Regions from separate parts of the Zea mays genome. Here region 1 is linked to region 2. Evidence: chromatin contacts called from public Hi-C data. All regions are on one chromosome and are shown on one strand. Each heading gives the region's core, a stretch centred on a gene start, on an enhancer-like site or on the middle of the called end of the contact. The rest is flanking DNA. Distances are from core to core; before and after follow the strand shown.

Region 1 (7,084 bases), core at 3,265-5,764, 170 kb before region 2:
CCTTACTCTCGCGGGCAAGGTGACAGGATGCCTTATGAGTCCAAGCCCGCCTTACCTCTTAAGCGTCACTTTAGGGACGCCTTAATAGCCTTGATCTCAACCGATGTTGGACATGTCCAAACAATCTCAACCGATGTTGAACAAGCTTTTCTTCAATTGGTGTTGTCCCTAGCCTATCAACCTCTTGGTCATAATCGTCAAACTAATTTTCTAGAGGCATGAATTATAGAACTGACATCCTATATTTAACAAAGTGAACACTAGTGCATACTTCAGTTTCAGTGCAATGTCTAATTTGCAATGTGTTTGGTGCGCTTAAGCTCTGATGAGTCTCATGTTATTTTTTTTGCAATCGACTTGCACCATCAATTGATATCTAACAACATGATGGAGTATGAACTTGTACTCTGCTTTCCCATAGCCAATTCATCATTGCACTATGTGGATTATATTTTCTTAATGATTCCCAGGGTTGTGTTAGTTTGAAGTATAAGCATACTCTTTGTTTCTCAAAGAATGCCTTTTAACATTACTAACAATTCATTTGCTTGGCAAGATAGAGTCTTGTCCAATGAAGTTCTTCTATGAAGACAAGATTTGATACTTTGAGAAAATTAATTTCATGAAGAGAAGATGAGAGACATATATACTGGCTGGTACATGAGAAGATAAAAGAGAGTCAAGTCAATTTCAAGTACTTTTGTGACTTTTTCAAATGTTGGGGAACTTGAAGCGAACGATTTTTATGAAGATACTCTTTATGAGGATCACCTTACGTAGTTGTATACAAGAAACTTGGACACTAGAGCCTGGGCATCTTACTGCTTTTTGCAACACTTGCTTCTCTTCTGATGGAATGTTTGTAAGTTGTTGACTGTGCTTCGCTGAGAACCATAGAGGGCACAGTGAATATTTGAATTTGATGGTAAAACGCCAACAAGACACCATTGTGAACACTTTGCATCTTCATTTGTTTGTCACTTCCTTGAATTTTTCCTCTCCGTACTGTCTAATGAAACTAACATATGCAGGGAGCCTCGAGGATTTGCCTTTGTAGAGTTTGTTGATCCTTACGATGCCTCTGAAGCCCAGTATCACATGAATCGCCAAGTTTTCTTTGGTCGGGAAATAGCTGTTGTTCTTGCTGCTGAGTCACGAAAAAGGCCAGAAGAAATGCGCAGCAGAACTAGAGTAAGGTATGATCTTTCTTTTTGTTGCAGTTCTATGCCTCTGTTCCTATTATGTACTCATTTGAAATGACCTTTTGTGATTGCTGTGCAGAGGTTACTCTGGTCATGAAGGTCGCCGGTCTTCTTACTATGGTAATTTTGCATTTCTATTTTCGTACCACCCATGGTTAGGGATGGCAACGGGGATTTTCCCGTCGGGGAATGGCTTCCCATCCCCGTCCCCGCGGGGACAAAAATTCCCCGTCCCCGTTCCCGCGAACGCTCACGGGGGAGCTTTTTCTCCCATCCCCGTCCCCGTCGGGGAATTTATCCCCGTGGGGAACCCCGCGGGGAATCTGTTCCCGCTAGAAGTACAATATTTAAAGATAAATTTAAATTGATTGTATCAAATTAATACAAATTTAACAAACAAGATTGAAAATTACAAGAGACATCTACTTTAGATTTTAGTTTTCTATTTTATAACATGCCATGCACTAAGTTCTTACTATAATTTTAACAAGTAAATTGACTAACTTGGATAAAATAGTTTCGTGGGGCGGGTACACAGGGAATGGGGACGGGGGATGGTTCCCCGTCCCCGTCCCCGCGAACCCGACGGGGATTAAATTTCCCCCATTTAGATCCCCGCGGGGACTAAATTCGTCCCATACCTGTCCCCTAATAGGGGAATTCCCCGCGGGGAATCGGGGATCGGGTCCCCATTGCCATCTCTACCCATGGTACTATGCTGTCCAAGCTGTACATTAGTTGCCCTGGTTTCTCTGATTCTATTCAATTATACAATGTGTATCTGTTTTGTTCTGCTTACTTTGCGGGTGTAAAGGGGGATGCCTGGGGGCAATCACCTCAAAGTTAGAAGTTTCTGCCAGTAATCCTGAGGGGTTGGTTATTATGTCAAGTTAGATATACTTTTGTAATTAGATGGAATGTTTGAGTGCTTACCGTGGAGCCTGTTTATGCCTTCCGTAGTTTAATTTATTCTGCTATGGTTAGTCCACTTCATCAAAATGAGAAACATTAACTTGTTTTTATGTGACAAGGCATGATTGGTCAGGACATATTAGTTAGCCTTCATGCGCCATTTCTCTTGTGCACCTTATTAGTTTTACATATCATTTTTACATTTTCCTGCTAGTCTTCTGGTACTATGATGACTGCTATCAAGTGCCTTTATCAAATATCGCTGTAATACATGGGACTGATATGTCTGCACCAACCAATAAAATTCTAGATCTGTTTCCGCTTTTCATAGATGATGTGTGTATGTTAAAGCCCTCTTTCTTTAAAAAATAAAAAAATGCTTCATGCACAAGTGCCTTCGAAAATCACGAATAGCATCTCAGGATTATGTATCCAATATGAAAATTTTCTTGTGAAAAGTTGAAGCATGAAATTTCCTCTTGCCGAGGTACCAAAAGTACTGATAGCTTCTCATCTTCCATGTAGGTCGGTCTCGTTCTCGCTCTCCTCGCTATCGGGGCCGTCCTCGGTCGAGGTATGCTTGGCTGACATAAGGCTTGTAAAAGTTCTTGAGATCTGCGGAACCTTTCACCTTTTGTTTTTTCATTCTGTTACTTTTTTCAAGCAGATCATACTCTCCTGCTCCAAGGCGGGGGAATGACTACTCTGCCTCTCCAAGGAGACAGGAAGCCCATCGCTCATCTCCTCCCAGGCGCCTGCCAAAGGAGCATGATGAAGATAAGAAGCGGAGGTCCTACTCTCCTGCCAGTAGAGATGATGCTGACAATGTTTATGAGAAGTAAGTTATTCATTGCTGCTCATAAATCTGGCTTCGTCTGTCCATATATATAAATCGAGAGTTTCTTTTATTTATTAATATGTACTGTACCTTTGCTCCCACCTACCTTATTATTGGTTGCATCTTAGTCTAATCTGGCAACTAGGTCACTGAAACTTGCTACCTGTTCAAAATATCATTTGATACTACTGGGTTAGGAAATACCAGTAGTGATTTCATTCATCCTCCCACCAGGTGTTGCTGCAGACTCCAAATTCACTTTTACATGTTCGAAGCACAGCTATGTATTGTAGTCCCCTTGAATGCTCTTGTAGCAAGGAAATTTTTATTTTGATGAACCATCATAAGACACAAGTGGGTTGGAGGACTTTATGTATACTGCGTCCGTCCTAAGATAAGTGTCTATGGTATTCGATATTCGTGCTGGTCAAAATTTCGTAAGTTTGACTAGATTTGTAAAAAAAAAAATTTAACAACATGCATATCTCCAAATACGTTTACTGTAAAAATAGATTTAGTGGTCTATTTAACATAATTGTTAATATTTCCTTGTACATATTTGATCAAAGTTAAAAGCGGCTGACTCTTGGGGAAACGAGAAGGGCACTTATTTTGGGACAGGAGTACTATAAACACAGATAAATACTATTGTTGCATGGACTGTGAAATGCGTAAATCAATGTAAAAAAACGTGCCGAGTATTAGCCTAACCATGCAGCAACTAGTAAGATCTCTTGAAGCCTCTAACAATGGTATTAATGTTGATAGGAGGTCGCCCCCAGCAGACAGCGATGGATCTCCTCTGCACCGCAGGTCCCCCAAGGAGTACTCGGGCTCACCTCCTGGATCCCGCTCCAGGTCCGCCGACGATTCTCCTGTTGCCAGTGACTGATCGACCGATGGATGCTACAATATGAATGGTATGCGCATGCGGTCATCAGTCCTATGTCTTTGTCAGACCGAGCTCACTAAACTTACCCCCCTTTGGGGGTCGATGTTGTATTGCTAAGTTCCGTTTGTGCTAAGTATTAGCGCATACTGCTAGACTGCCACTGTCGTCTGTGCTATGCATGCTTTTGATCTCGAGTGATGTTTGAGGAACCAGTGATCGTGTTGATGGTGCTGAACATTGGAACCTGCAGTACAGTGTAGCATGATGCTTGCTTGCTGGGCCACGGCCCGTTCACTGGGACCTGTTGCGTTTCCGTCTTTCGAGTTTGATTGATGCTGCTGCGGGTGCTTTTAGCCGTCCTGTGCTACTACTCCCTTTTCGAATTAGAGCTACTGGTGCCGGTGCCAGATGATCTTGGATACCACCTAGTTGGCTAGTTGCGCTGCAGCAGGTCAGGGCCCGGCCTGCCCGGCGGTGCGGGGCGGCGACTTTTGCCGGCCCCGTACGCGCTGGTGCTGGTGGCGCGGGCACTGACTGGAGGACGGCGGCCGGTGGATGGGACGCGTCCAACCCGGTCGGTCGCCCGCCCGCAGAGGCGCAGACTGGCACTGAGCAGAGCAGCCAATGCGCCTGCTTTACCTGGTAGCCACATGCCCGCCGAGCGCATCGTCACATAGCCGGGGGCATGGCATATGCGTTGCAGCGGCTGCTTGCGCCGGTAGTGGCGTGTGGCCCCAGTGGTACGTGCCACGGCCACGAGTCCATCAAGTCTACGCTGCCGGCCGGGGGTGACCCCGACCTCTCAGCTCGATCAGCTCCCTCCACTTCATCTATCTCCTTGTGAAGTTGTGATTGACCGGCTGACAGACCAGTGCTAGATAGCAGTACTGCAGTAGCATCCATGCATGCATATGGGTTCGGATGGTCCCCGCGTGACGTGCACACACACCTTAATTCGTTTCCTATCGCTTGTTGGACCCCCGGCCCTTCCGCTGCCCACTCACTGTTTATATTACAGTGTCTGCCTCACTCCCGTCCCGTAGCTGTACGTCGTATAGCAAAGCGTACGTAGTACCTGTCTCCATGATTGGCCTCATCAAGCGTACGCTGCGACGTACACGTCGCCCACGGTTGCTTTCGACATGCATGCACACTACTCGTACGCGTACGTACGTGCACAAGTGACCGAGTCTACATACTCAATGCTCATCATTCGTTTCATTCACGCACGTACCTGCCTACCTGGTATGGCCGAGAGGACAGGAAAGACGACGAGCGAGCGGTGGGGTGGACAGACCCCATCGGGGACCATGCATGTGGCTCGCTCATCCATCCCGGCCTCTCGCCCCGCCCGGTTTATTAATTTCTCCCCTCGCACGACGTGTTGTTCCGAGAGCGAGCGGTCGGGACGCGACGACCGCTGCTGGGCGACTGGACCCATGCATCGCATGATGCGCGCCATGTACGCCGACGCCGACACCGTCCGTCCGTCCGGTAGGTCCACCGATATTTGTGTGTGTGTGTGTGTGTTTAGCTCCCCCCACCCTCTCAAAAACCCATGTTCATATTCGTATTAGGGCTATTATCGTGTTTAAATCATACGGTTTGAGGTTATGCAAATCAACACTACATGTCATAAGGTGAGTTATTACGGTACGTCGGTACAAATAGGCGCGGACGTGACCGTAGTTCTGGGGTTATGCTGTGATATTAACGCTATAGATCTTGATTTCGACCTCGACGACAATAATATATACTCCCTCTGTTTCTTTTTAGTTGTCGCTGGATAGTTCAATTTTGCACTATCCAACGTCAACTAAAATAAAACGGAGGGAGTAGTCTATAGTGCTGAACTCCAATTTAGATGAATTTAGCCAACTGTCTGGCACAGGCGGACCTCGCATGTTTCTCATCTCTCTCCTTCACTGCCTAATTCTTTTAATCTTCTCCAATCAGTTAATTCAACCTTGGATGCTTGTATTTGATCAATAGACCTTTGATAGCGAGGTATACCTCCCTTCTACTCAATTTATAAACGTTATTTTGGTCTATGTTAAGTGTATTCTGTAACCCTGGTTATATGGGTTGAATCAGTTTTTGTTTTGATGTACAAGCAGATTTGTTTAGGTAGATTAATTACGCTTATAGGCACATGCTTAGTAAGTGTACCTTTGTTTCTCCTAAACCTATATTTATCTTCCTAGAGTTAACAATCTATCATCGTTTATAGCACATATATTAGAAGTTTTGTTTCACCGAGCGGGTCTACGGATCTAAGTATCGTTGGGCAGAGCTTAGCCAAGGCAAAAGGGGCCGATCCTATGGCTGTGTGATTGTGGCGTTGAAGCTCACTACAACCTAGTTCATTCGAATCTTATAATAGGTCATTAGAGCGATCATATGGTTGATTGTGATGAGCTTGGTTATACGTCATAAGAAAACTTCTTGTGCCATGTAGTGACTATTTTTTTTTCAATAGATCACTAGAAACGAATATACTATAATTTTTTTTAAAAAAAAATCCGGTGTAGGCCCCGGGCCTCCTGCAATACGGACACGAATGATGGCGTGGGTACGACGTCGATGCCTGTGTGTGTAGTGTGCCAGGCTGCCATGATGGCAGCCGGTATTAGTCCTAATCGTCCCGACGTACGTTCGTACGTACGTGACACAGTTGTTTGTTTCAGTTGTTCTTCCCCAGCTGGTGCTAGCAGTACTGGACTGGACGGTGTGGTGGTGGTGAGGCCAGAAGCAGAAGAGACAACCGCCCCGCTACGCACGCCGGCGGTGCCCCCCTGCCAGTGCCAGTGCCGGTGCCGGTGCCGGGCCCGCCGCCCCCGCCCGGCGCGCGCGGGGAGGCGGGGCCCCACTCGCTGTCCCGGGCGGGTCGCACTGCAGGACTGGACTAGTGAGTGAGGACTGACGGACAGCGACGTTACCCGTCCGTCCGTCCGCCCCTTCCTTCCTGCTGTCAACAATGCTGAGTACTGACGGACAGCAACGGCGCGCCAAGGCTTCTGTTGCTGTTGAGCAGGCGGCAAGATACTCCTGCTAGCTCGCGCAGCAGCGGCCTGTCGATCAGGTCCGTGTCCGTCCTCATGTGTGCCGATGCTAGCAGTTTAGACTAATGCAACTGTAATTTAAACTATAGAAGCAGTAGAAATCAATATGGATTAAAGTAAAGCCGAATAAGGAGCTTTTAGAAAATGTAGGACGTACGGTCAGTTATTTCGGTCGGGA
Region 2 (7,311 bases), core at 3,117-5,616:
TTTTGACACAAGAAATCGAAGGAAATGAGCATGTGGTAACCTACCTAAGTCGGAGACTGGTGGACGCTGAAATAAGGTACACTTTCATTAAGAAGTTATGTTTATGCCTGTTTTATGCATGCACCAAATGTAGGTGTTATCTATTGTCTAGTCATTGCATTGTTTCTGGTCAAGTCGATGTGATCAAATACATGCTTCAAAACTCGATAATGAGTGGTAGAATCGGTAAATGGACTTATTCACTTATAGAATATAACTTGGCCTATGAACCATTGAAATCTATGAAAGGCCAGGTCGTAGTAGATTTTATTGTAGAATATCGGATTGATAATGTTCCTAAACCAAGCATATCATATCTCACTATTACTCCCTACACTCTATATTTTGATGGATTGGTTTGCAACGAAGGACAAGGAATTGTCATTGTGCTTGTTTCACCAAGTAACGTTTCCTTCGACTTCTCTAGCCGATTAAAAACTTATTGTACTAACAATCAAGTCGAATATAAAGCCCTTCTATTCGGCTTGGAGCTATTAAACTATATGGGAGTGAAACATATGAAGGCACTTGGTGATTCTCAGCTAGTGGTCCAACAGGTATTAGAAAAGTATCAATGTCTAGATGGCACTCTAAATAGTTATCTTGAAAAATGTTGTAGCATAATTCATTCTTTTGACGAATTCAGCATTCGGCACATCTCTAGGTTTGAGAATTACAGAGCTAACAATTTAGCACAAGATGCATCAGGTTAATGGATAAAGCGAGGGAAATTTCACAACACCAAAAATCTGATAACCGGTGCAAGGCCAATTCCCCATGTCGCGAACCGTCCGGGTGAGGGCTCCGGACCGTCCGAGGTTGCCAGGGAAGTCCTCCTTGTAAGATTGGCTGATAACAAAGCTGATGAAACTGATTGGAGGACACCCATAGTTGATTACCAATGAAATCACAGTGTTAGGACGGATAGGAACGTTCAGCGTACGACTTTCAAGTATGTTTTAATGAGTGATGAACTCTACCGCCGAACAGCTGATGACATCCTGCTTAAGTGCTTGGGCCCAAGTGATGCTATATTAGCCATGGCCGAAGTACATGAAGGAATTGTGGTGCCCATCAATCGGCTCCGAAGATGAAGTGGTTATTGCGAAGATCTGGCTTCTATTGGCCTAACATGATGCCGATTGTTTCAAGTACTACAAAGGATGCCAAGTATGTCAAAAATTTGGCGACTTACAGATGATCCCTGCAGCCAAATTACATCCTATCATTAAACCTTGGCCTTTCAGAGGATGGGAATTGGACTTTATAGGAGAAATCCATCCTTCATCATCAAAGGGGAATCAATTTGTGTTAGTTACCACTAACTATTTCACTAAATGGACTGAAGTCGTTGCTTTGAAGAACATGACACACAGGGAGGTAATCAAGTTCATAACTGAGCATATTATTCATAGATTTGGCATTCCCTAGAGTTTAACTACAGACCAGGGGGCTTCTTTCATGTCAAAGGAGATACGTGAGTTTGCTGAATTATATAGAATTAAATTACTTAATTCTTTTATGTATTATGCTCAGGCCAATGGGCAGGCCGAGTCTAGTAATACAACATTGATTAGCCTGGTAAAGAAGAAAATATTTGATCATCCTAAACAGTGCCATAGAATTTTGTCAGAAGCTTTATGGGCTCATAGGATATCTAAACATAGTGCTACTAAAGTATCTCCGTTTGAGCTTGTCTATGGACAGGAAGCAGTGTTGCCTGTGGAAATAAGCTTAAATGTTGTCAGGTTCGCCAAGCAAAATGATCTAAGTGTTGGTGATTATTATAATTCAATGATGGACAATATTGGTGAAGTGACCGACAAGAGATTGACAGCTTTAGGAGAAATAGAAAAGGACAAGACCATAGTTGTCAAAGCTTACAACATGAAGGTCAAGGCTAAATCGTTCCAGGTAGGGGACCTGGTATGGAAGACTATCTTGCCTCTAAGGAATAAAGACCGGAAGTTTGGGAAGTGGTCGCCAAGCTGGGAAGGACCTTACAAGGTCATGCAGGTGATGTCTGATAATGCCTACTTGTTGCAAACATTACAAGGCAGAGACTTTCCTAAGGCGTTAAATGGATGTTTCCTCAAGCAGTATTATCCTAGTATGTGGCAAGATGCCTAAGAAAACCGATGTGATCGCATCGAGTTAGTTACTTTTGGTTCGCTCAGCTCCGCCAAAAGGCAGGGGAACATATGTTGAGCACCAAAATAGGAAGGACGGACGGTCCGCGCGCGCAGAGCCTGTTAGAGTTCCGAGTTTCTTGCAACGGTTGTTAGCTAAATTCGTGGAATTAACTCGGGAGATTGGTTTGTAATGGGTCCAGACCCCCTCCTCTATAAATATAGAGGAATACGGTCGATTGGGATGAACAATCGAACCTACAATCAATACAATTCGCATTTTATCTTATAGATTTAGGAGTAGCTCTAGTTTAGTTCTAGTTTAGCCTATCAATCCCCAAATTCCCCGCATCTCTTCGGCTCTACGTCGATTAGAGGTGTCTATGTCGGCCTGCCGACCATAGATAAAGCCTAGGACCTCTCCTCCTCGACGGGGTCCCTCCCAGGAGTGAGATCCAGGCGCTGCCGACAAACTCCGCCGCCCCTGCGCACGCGCGACCGTCCGGCTTGTCAGACAGGGAACACGAGCCCTGCGCCAGGTCGGACAGTCCGGCCCCTATCCGCGGATCGTCCGCGCCTATGAGGAGAGCATCACCATCGATTTTCAACACAGTGATTGGCGTCCGGATGAGGGCCAACAATAATTCCTATAAAATTTCTGCATTCTAAAAGTCTATCTGTTAAGCAATACATCTAGGTGGCCCAAGGTACCAGAATGAGCTTTCTGGCCTTAAATTTCGTATGCGATAGAACGTACATAGGGCCTATGCATTAAATATGAATGAATGAAGCATATTCCTCGTTACCAAATTGGTCTAGTACGCATAACACATGAGTGAATGGACCATATCTTTCTTTTCCTAAGCTATAAGTCGTTTAATTTAATACACCTAAATGCATAGTCTAATTTATTTATTTATTTATTTATTTTGAAAATAGAACGATTTACGATTTAGAAGGGAGAGCGTAGAGAGGGAAACACGCACACGCAACGACCCGTGACCGTGGGCACAGCACAACGCAATAATTAATATATAATCCAGCGACGCGTATCTGTACTGTACGCACGCATCAGTAACGACAAGTAGAAGCAGTGTGGTGCTGCATGCGGTTTTACTGGACACGCACATGCGTTACGTACGTACGTACGTACGTAGACAGGGTGTGCTGTGCATGCATGCATATACTCCTACCGTCGTCGGTCGTCCTACATATATACTCCCTGCTCCTACTATACACACGTACAAAAAAATCCCGCCATCTACTGGCCTACCCTATATGCAGCTGCTGGGAAACGTACAAACCGGTTGACCCTCACGATTCACGGGGCGCATGCACGGTAACGACGTCGTCGTCGCGACAGTACCGTACAAAAATAAAAAACGACCACACGCATATGCATGCCGCTCCCACGAGTCGCGGCCGTGACAACTCACGCACGGGCGCGGGCGCCACTGGACGCATGTTGTCTCGACGACGACGACGCGTCCGTCGCCCGGCCGACGGCCGCCGGTGACCACTAGAAGCATCTACGACCCCTACTGCTGGGCCTGGGCGCCTTCCTGCATGCATGCATATGCACAATAATGCGCCAACGCCACACACCGCGACCGAGACCCACACCCTCTAAAAACTACCATACGTTCGAGTCCGTCCCATCCATCGATCCATCATCCATGCATATATGCGCGCGCGTGCGTACGTGCGTGCATTATTGCGCCCGTGACCGCGATACACCATAGCTAAACCGGTGGCCGATAACCAATGCAAGTACGTTTCCTTAAGTTTAATAAACGAACAAAGCGTACTTGACGATGAACACGCACCTTCATCTACTACATATATACATATACCGGCCGGGCCGACGTGTACCCGACTGTGAGATCGATCCATCAGGACGACATGCATGCATGCGTCCTCTCGCCGTCGAGGTCCCCCTCCTTGCCCAGGCCGGCCGGCCGGCTTCAATAATGCAGCAGAGCTGCAGCTACTGCAAGAGAAGGAGGGAGGGGCCTGCCCCCTGCGTTTGCGTTGCTTGCAATTGCAACGGTGCTGTCAATGGATCACATCATGGTTTTGTCACCGTGTGCATGCATGCATGCATGCATTTGCACACCGGCCGGCCGGCCGGGACCAACCGCGCGTGTCCTGTAGCTGCACACCGCGGTGTAGAGTGTTGTGTTGTGCCTGGCGGTCTGGCCGGGTGGCCTGCTGCTCTGTACGTGCCTGCGTGCCCGCATATATACTACGCACGAACAGAGTACATACCAGTCATGCACCCGTGATTTGTGCGTACGAATATAAATGCACGCACGCATGCATGCATGCATGTATGTATATCATGCATATATATATATATATATGTACGTGTGTATGTACTAGAGTACATATATACCAGAACAGCAGCTATATATGCTATATGCTGGTGCTCCATCATTATGTCACCGGGAAGTACGTACGTACTAACCACCTAGCTTCGTTCCGTGCACCCTCTAGTTGAATGCAGTACAGTACCTTACGTGGACTATAGTGCCGTTCGATCGCTCACGGCAGTTCGATCAGGGGTCTGTCTGGTTAACCTCTCAGTGTCAATGCTACTTATGTCCATGTTTGGCGCAGATTCTGCAGGAGAGCTAGTCGAACACTAGTGGCAGCTTTTATTGTTGCTGTTGAAATCGCACGTCTAGACACGGCACTACCGGAATCAGCTCCTTTGCCGTGTGTCTCAAACACAAGGCAAAGGCTATTTTACACTCGGTAAATGCTTTGCCGAGTGTTACACTCGGCAAAGAACGCTCGGCGAACTGTACATCGGCAACAACATCTTTGCCGAGTACTTTTTGTCGGGCACTCGGCAAAGAAAAGTCACCGTCACGGCGCCAAGTGACGGTGACGGATCCTTTGCCGAGTGCCTCCTGCGACACTCGGCAAAGGAGGCTTCTTTGCCGAGTGTCTGGTGGACAGGCACTCGGCAAAGAACCCTCCAGTGGGCCCCTTTGCCAGTATCTTTGCCGAGTGCCTTGGCAAAAGCACTCGGCAAAGATGTCTTTGCCGGTTCCCAGGTTTCCTTCTTTGCCGAGTGCCATTGTCAGCACTCGGCAAAGATGGCTTTACCGGTTCCCAGGTTTCCTTCTTTGTCGAGTGCCATGGTCATAGAACTCGGCAAAGCGACCCTTTGCCGAGTGTTACACTCGGCAAAGTGACCAGGATGTCCCTTTTTTATTTGCTTTTGTTGTTCCATCCAAACAAACAAAAGATATATATCATTCACATCACATTATATATCAAGCACATCACAGAATGAACATATTTATCATCAACACCATATATATCACAAAGTCTCACTAAAGTCTCACAAAACAGATCACAAGTCTCACTAAAGTCAGGATCATCACAAAACAGATATAAGTCTGCATCATCACTAACATCACCAAGTATCTCACAAGATAAAGTGTAACTAACATCACCAACACTCATAAAGGTAAGTCTGGATCATCACAAAACAAATCATCAACGAGGTGGGCATCTGGACTGGTTCGGCGAAGGGCTGGACGAAACATGAGGGTTGTTCGACGCCGCCGATTGACCCTGCACAGAGAAGAGATTGTATGTGTGAGAACATATGAATATATATCATGCAGTACTAAAATTTTGATACTCACAGGAGTAGTGAACTCTGTAGGGTCAGCTGCAGGGAACAACGGAGTGGTGGAGCATGACCCTGTGCGGCGCCAAGGCTCTGCATGTACGCGAACATCTCCACCATCCTCTTCTCCAGCTCCTCACGTTGCCTCCTCTCATCATCTAGCTGAGTCTGTAATATTTCGCCCTAATGTTATGATAATGCAAAGAGAAGATATATAAAAATCAATGAACGATGAATAGATAAGGAATAACCTGGAGTTGCTGGATACGATGTTGTGAGGTGTCCTACTGAGGTCGTATGGCTGGGCTCGCGCTCGTGCTCCTTGCTCGCACCTGAGAGAGAGTGGGAGTAGAGGACGAGTCGATTGCCCCGTCGGCAATCCAGTATCGCCCATGCCTCTTGCCTCCTCCGACCCTCATGAGGACATCTCCGTCGATGTCCTCGGTCCTCGGATCGTAATCTGGCCCGTGGACCTCCTTGGCCATGGCGGTGTACTCACTGAGTCGGCTGTGGATGGCGGGGTTGGTGTATGCCTCGGGCCCGTCATCTGGGTTGTAGGTGACATCGGACGTCGCCTTCCCCTTGTGGGCCATGGCATATGCCGAGAACGTGGAGCAAGGTGCGCCACCATGTGCCGCCGACTGCGAGAAAACCAACGAGATGGTTAGAAATCATGTCTAATCGAAAGTTATATACCTAAATAAAAAAGAGCGTGTACCCATGCTTCCGCGTATTTGCCCAGGCTGCGGCTGCCTTGATGGTGGGAGGGACCTTGCATCAGCAAACGCCGTTCCCGGCTAGCGTTGTGCGCCTCATCCCACTCAGCCGAGCACCACCTCTGCACCATCTGCTCCCAGCACTCAGGATGCGCGGCGCACCAATGAGGAATCATCTAAAAAATATAAGTACACAGCATATCAGAAGAAAAAAATAAGCATATTTAGTACCAATAATAAAGTTTTGTATTTACCTGCAAGTACTGGTCCGGAGTCAACGACATGGTTTGGGCGTCCTTCTTGTTCACCTTCTCCCCAAGGACGGAGCCGTGGTAAGTGACGATGGCCTGGATGCGTGCCTCGTAGTGCATGTCCACGACGAGCTTCTTACAGCACGTCGTAGACACCACATCAAAGACTAAGCACTTTGAAGGTAGTGACAGCACGTGAATCGCCGAAAGGTGTCCTATGCATGTGCATTGCTCATATATTTATAAGGACTATACTCTATACAACTCTATATTGTGAGTTGTCATAATTAGATTTGGATCTCAAAACTAGAAGTTAAAACATACTCTAAAATTAGAAGTTAATAAACATAAAGATTTTCAAATGTTGATATGAGTGAATTGTTTTGTTTCTCCTTTCTCTCATGAATTAAGCATTAGTATGTGAAATTTGAATTGAATTCGAATTTATAATTTGAAATAAAAAAGAAATAAAAACAGAAAATAAAATAAAACAAGAAACAAAGGGGAATATACCGGCTGGGAGGCCAGCG

What was found. Hi-C and Micro-C count contacts between places; a contact is called where the count stands out from the background.
Region 1: a contact with region 2 is called in a Hi-C map of leaf, with 4 times the contacts expected there. The contact joins two enhancer-like sites. A contact is called at or near these places in 4 of 25 Hi-C or Micro-C datasets (ear, leaf, root tip and 1 more).

The regions. Positions count from the first base shown.
Region 1 is chr1:158,895,106-158,902,189 of Zm-B73-REFERENCE-NAM-5.0, reverse strand. It overlaps LOC100283836, which reads left to right. Exons shown (of 8, transcript NM_001156734.1): 4 at 1,032-1,196; 5 at 1,282-1,322; 6 at 2,640-2,688; 7 at 2,782-2,952; 8 at 3,721-4,125. The coding sequence ends at 3,844. Among protein-coding and RNA genes, the nearest start is that of LOC100283836, 5.9 kb to the left of the region's middle. Within about 2 kb of position 4,514, at least 19 of the 20 cell types and tissues checked have an H3K27ac peak or open chromatin away from gene starts, as enhancers often do. A contact at or near this core is called in ear, leaf and tassel, where this site is marked.
Region 2 is chr1:158,721,821-158,729,131 of Zm-B73-REFERENCE-NAM-5.0, reverse strand. No RefSeq gene overlaps it. Among protein-coding and RNA genes, the nearest start is that of LOC542488, 49 kb to the right of the region's middle. Within about 2 kb of position 4,366, at least 16 of the 20 cell types and tissues checked have an H3K27ac peak or open chromatin away from gene starts, as enhancers often do. A contact at or near this core is called in ear, leaf and tassel, where this site is marked.